Linked DNA regions of Mus musculus: region 1 is linked to region 2. The links are chromatin contacts, called in public promoter capture Hi-C maps. All regions are on one chromosome and are shown on one strand. Each heading gives the region's core, a stretch centred on a gene start, on an enhancer-like site or on the middle of the called end of the contact. The rest is flanking DNA. Distances are from core to core; before and after follow the strand shown. Region 1 holds the start of Pcsk2os2 (proprotein convertase subtilisin/kexin type 2, opposite strand 2). Region 2 has its middle 150 kb from the start of Gm33599.

What was found. Promoter capture Hi-C pulls out the DNA fragments that hold promoters and counts their contacts.
Region 1: a promoter capture Hi-C map of hippocampal neurons shows a contact between it and region 2, with 5 times the contacts expected there. The contact joins the promoter of Pcsk2os2 here to the enhancer-like site in region 2. A contact is called at or near these places in 6 of 39 promoter capture datasets (the 3T3-L1 cell line, cranial neural crest, embryonic stem cells and 3 more) and 2 of 484 Hi-C or Micro-C datasets (cerebellar granule neurons and nephron progenitors).

Annotation. Positions count from the first base shown.
Region 1 is chr2:143,787,894-143,790,593 of GRCm38.p6, reverse strand. Pcsk2os2 (proprotein convertase subtilisin/kexin type 2, opposite strand 2) reads left to right here and starts at 1,408. Exons shown (of 3, transcript NR_040625.1): 1 at 1,408-2,700. The region is part of intron 8 of Pcsk2 (proprotein convertase subtilisin/kexin type 2); the gene reads right to left.
Region 2 is chr2:143,339,517-143,342,216 of GRCm38.p6, reverse strand. No RefSeq gene overlaps it. Among named protein-coding and RNA genes, the nearest start is that of Gm33599, 150 kb to the left of the region's middle. Within about 2 kb of position 1,331, at least 2 of the 459 cell types and tissues checked have an H3K27ac peak or open chromatin away from gene starts, as enhancers often do. A contact at or near this core is called in hippocampal neurons, where this site is marked.

The sequences.
Region 1 (2,700 bases), core at 159-2,658, 450 kb before region 2:
CACTTGAGCCAGTCTCTTGTAAGGGACTCATCTTCATATATTCTAGTACAGAAACCCAATGCTTGTGCTATGCCCCATCCCCACTCAGTCTCATCAGCACCACAGAGGATTGTTGCAGATTGTCGCTAACTATTCCTAAACTAATTATTTACTCTTTCTAGTAGCAGTCCTTAGACGTGATTAATAATGGCGCTGAGATATAGTCATCGGAGCCAGCCAGAATGTTCCAGGCTACCTTGGATGTCTGTGTTCCCTTTATGAGAGAGAAGAACCTCACGAGTCCTGTCACCGTCAAGGTTCTCTCGTGTTGTCTGAATTCTTCCTCTGGTTGTCAGAGGAACGGAAGATGCTGGAGGATGAGATGCTGTGCTCTCTGATGGCTTGCTTGTCTGTTGCTTCACTCATCCTCCTGCAAGGACTGCATTCTTCCATCCACACAGTGAATCTCTGATTAGATTGTGCTTTAGCTGAGCTCCACTGACTGTGACAGGTGACAGATGGCATCCTCGATCCCCTGGACCTCAGAACCTCTTGTGTATGGTTACTTCCCAAGAGGCTGAAGGCTTCTCCATGAACCTGCTCTTTGGCTTTGACTGGTAGGGCACAGCCACTCCCCCCACCCCTCTTTTTAAATCTTAGCTCCTTTGCTAAGATAAATATACCTTTACTGTATGTTCTACGTGGATTTTTGATATCCCATGATTTTTATCGCTCATGTAGGTGACTGGCTTGAGTACATGGTCTGTACTGACCTTTTCTGGTTCTCGTTACACCTCCCTATTTGCTCCTGGTACTCACTTTGCCTCCCAAATAACATCAACTCAAATCCTGAATGTAGAGATAATCTCTTGTGCACTATGTTGACAATTCATCTGTTAATAAGAAGCTGATTGATCAGTGAGCTGAAGCAAAATTAGAAGATAGGACATCAGGAGGGGGGAGGGAGAGGAGGATGATTCAGGGATAGAGACAGGGGAAGAAGAGGTTCAGCCCCACACAAAGAGGAAGAGGTGGCATGTAACTGAGGACCAGCTAACCAGTCACATGGCAGAACATAGAAGAGAATGACAAGATTTAAGTCCTAAGCTAGTTAGGGAATGAGCCAAGGCTTTTGCCTAGGCACTTATTCATATATAAGAAGCTTCAAAGTTGTTATTTCGGGGAAGTTGGTGTAGGTGGAATGCTTGAGGTTACACCTGAACTTGAGTTCAACTCAAGTTCAGCTCAGATCTTAAACTCAAGTCTTGTCTCAGGGTTTGCTTTCGGGAGATCCCAAACTTACACTGTGTCCCAGTTAGGTTTCTATTGCTGTGATAAAACACTGTGACCAGGAGCAACTAGGGGAGGAAAGAGTTTGTCTCAGTTAACAATTTGTAGTCCCTCTTCCAGAGAAGTCAAGGCAGGAACTCAAGGCAGGACACTGGAGGCCATGGGGGACAGCTGCTTACCAGCTTGCTTTCCATGGTCTGCTCAGCCTGCTTCTGTCTAGCACCTACAGTGAGCTGGACCCTCCTGTATCAGTCACTACTTAAGAAAATGTACCATAGGCCTGCCTACAGGCCATTCTGGTGAAGCCATTATCTTGATGGTGGTCCTATCTTTTCAAATGTCTCTAGCTCATGGTCAAGGTAACACAAAACTAGCCAGCACAGGTAGAGATTAACCATGCAGAATCTCCGTTACCAACTTCCCAGCTATACTGTGAAAAACGCTTTAACTATAAACCGAATATGTACACTACAGAGTTAAAGAGGCAACAAACCAAGGGCAAAGAGGTCATTCTTTTCCTGGGATTCTGCAGACCAAACCCAGAGCCTTGTGATTGGCAGGAAAGCACTTGACCACCGAGACATGCCATCTGCTAGTCTCTTTCCTTCTGTCTTGCCTATTCTTTGATGCCTTTTCAAGCATTTACTGAAAAAAATTTAGAAGTGGCCCACTGACATTTCTAAAGATTCAAATAGATGAGGTTTGTGTGTGAAGCAGATGATAGGCACTTGTGAATGGCAAAGACTATGCCAAACAATGTGGGCACTGTTAAGAGTAGAGACCCATCTCTTCATCTCTTTCTCATTTCCATGGCTATTATATTCATAAAAAAGCCCCTTTGCAGAATGTTAATAGTCAAAGACAAATGTAAGAACTGCCTCTCAGTGATACTCACAGTCAGATTCCTGTGTGTGGATGATATCATCTTTCCCAGGTGGGTTTTTCTTTAGAGTAAGTCAAATAACTGATATAGAGGAGCCCTTTGCTTTTATATACTATGCTGTCACTTACAAAGCATCCCAAAACTGTCTAAAAAGTGTTATCTTGAAACAAAGCCCAGGAAAAAGTCAAATGAGAAAACATATTCCCCACTGCACGGTGCACTCTCCTCTCCAAAATATTTGCATGCTGTTGTCTGAAGGTAAGCCATGAAGATTTTTTTCTTCCTTTCCAGCAATCTTGGCATGTGATGCAGAGCCATCCCACTTGAGAAGGCTGTTCAGTTGCAGGCAGGGAGGTTACAGATGGAGCAAAGAGAAGGATCCAGCTCTGAGGTGTGACATTCTGAGGCATGGTAAATGACAGGAGCCGCCCAGGGATGCCCTGTTTCAATGAGATCTGCACTGCATATGTGGACAGAGGCATTTGTTGCAGACTTGCCTGACCCTTCCAGCTTTAGGTGCCAAAACACACCACATCCACTGTCATCTG
Region 2 (2,700 bases), core at 82-2,581:
AGTGAATTCCTGAGGTAGAAAGAAAAATCTGTTTGTCAGAATTAAGTCTCCATCAGCTTTCTCCAGTGGGTGGAGCTGTTTTTAGACTTGGGTGAGCACCTGTGAAATACTATATTTGACTCAAGATTGTGTGATCAACTACTGGGAGTGTATAAATTGACACATGTCTAAACGGTAATGAGACCATGGATAGCAAAAGCCTTCACCTGTCAACTCTTAATCCAGCAGGCAATCTTTCAGCATTATAAGTTAAAGAATACCAAAGCTATAAGCCAGAACTTATTTCAACTCAGTACTTTCAGGGGCTGTCTTGGTAGAAGTAGTAGGTGCACACCAGGGCCAAAGAATAAGTAAATAATAGGTGTGCTTTGCTATATCACTTTAACATCAAAACAGGAGAATTCATAGAACTTTCATTACAGGGCAATAATAATTAATGAGAGTAACCGTATGGTAGATTATGATTCATATATTAATATCAAATATTCACCATAACCATTCCCCTTTCAGTTTGTGAAGAGCAAGTCACTTGCCTAGTCAGTTAGCATTCAGAAAACATGAACTCAGGTCAGACATCTTTGAATATTGCATGGACTCTGTGAGCCCATGTAAATCTCTTCTTCTCAGATCTCACGTTCATTTCCTTCCATATCTACACCTCCTGCTGTCTCAAAAATACAAAGAATATTAGTGGTCTCTCTGATTCCTCTTCTTTCCCACCTGTCACCTATAGATCCATGACTCCACAATAAAATATTCTCCAATATTCCCAAGCTCAACTTAACATAGCAGTTTTAGGTTGCATTTTTATTGTAGGGTTGGGGGTGGAGCACAAGGTGTCACACATGCCCAGCAAGTACTCCAGTCTGAGTTACACACGCCGAGTCCTATGCTTAGCTGAATCAAATGCACTGCCTCTTTTAATACAGCTGATTTCTCATCGAATCATGACTACCAAGCTCCATGGAAAGTGAATATTGCTATATTCCTGGAATAATTCACACTTTAAAACTTTTCCCCAGAACTAATAAATGATATTTTGAATAAAATATTTTGGTTTAAAAAAAGATGTTTTTTTTTACTTAAAAAATGGTGTGCCTGGCTAATTTATTTAAAAAGTAATATGATATTTCTTTTTGTAAGTCTTTATCATAAAGTTTTAATTACAAATCTCAGCATGTAGTAAAATGGTAGTAAAAGAAGCCAATTAAAGTGGTCAATGTGGAAGCCTGGGATTCATCTTTTTCTTTACAAACCTCTCTATCGTCAACTCATACATAAACTGACATGTGCTAAAGCAGTGGCCTCTGCTTACAGGCTGCAAGCTGCCCACACATAAGCAGTTCATCTGCTGTAATTATAATACAACCAACAAATTCACAATGTGAAAATGATTTACAACAAAGAGTTCATGGTTTTTCTTGGAACTTAGACTTTGCAGTAATATTGAAGTGTCTACCTTGTAAAGAAGGTGGCTTTCTTAGAGGATGGAAATTCAAATCCAATGCAAAGAACATAAGACATTCGAAAAAGGCACATGTTTTTCTTACATGCAAGGCAGTTGCACGTATTTCGTGGGAAAATAATTGCCATGTTAAAATTACAGCTGAGTCATGACTGGTCGTGCATGAGCCAAGATGCAAGTTGGTGTGTCTGGCTTCACTCAGGGACAGTACATTGCAAGACCTCTGTAGAGTATAAGAAAAAGAGCCCTTTGTTCTCCTTTCCTGTGACTAGATGCTTTGAACAAACTCCTGCCTTTATATATAAACACAAGGCATTGAAAATTCATTCCCAATTAAATGTCACACATGATGGCCGATGATGGGCCCAATAAAATGGCCCATCAGGTGCAAATGTTCTGAGGAACTCACTAAGCCAAATGCTTGTGTTATGAGTACAGAGGTTGGCCATGGAATAATGAGCCAGTGAGCCACCAAGGAGTGCCATTTAACAGTGGTTTCCATCTGGTTCCTAAAGGAAAGCAGGGAACATTTGCTCCTCCCAGCAGAAGGGCTGGAGAAGCTTAGCTCTGCTTTGCTTCTCATCTGAAGATTTAGTCCCAGCTGTGTTGGAAAGCTTCTACTTTCACCAGCTTTTGCAGACCCCAAAGAGTCACTTTTAATTATCAGCAAAACTAAAAAGTTTTAACATGCTCACCATACAGATGCTTCTAATTATCACAACCTTCATGCCTCTACAGTCAAGTTTCCAAGGAAAGGATACCCATGCGAAGGTGGAGCTATTTCCATGTAGTCAATTTCATGCTATACTGCCAGCCCAGTCAAAAATGTGAAGTCACTGTTTGTCATCAGGAACATGCATGCGATTCATATGAAATGATGCCACACGAGTCTCTGCTCTGATTTGATGCCAAATGTTAGTATAACATTCATCTTGTTTATACCTATATTTTATAAGTGACTTCCAAATCTGTGATTTTCATGACTAGAAGTATTTTATAGGGAGCTGAGATTCAGAGGTTCTGGCACATTACTAGAGAAACAGCTCAGCAGCTAAGAGCACTGGTTGCTCTTCTAGAGGAGTTGGGTTCAAGTCTCAGCATTCACATGGAATGCAGATACGTCTATAACTCCCAGAGGACCTGACACCCTCTTTTGGTTCAACTAGGCACAGCATGCACATGGGACACAAAAATGCATGCAGGCAAAGCGCCTATAAACATAAAAATAAAATATT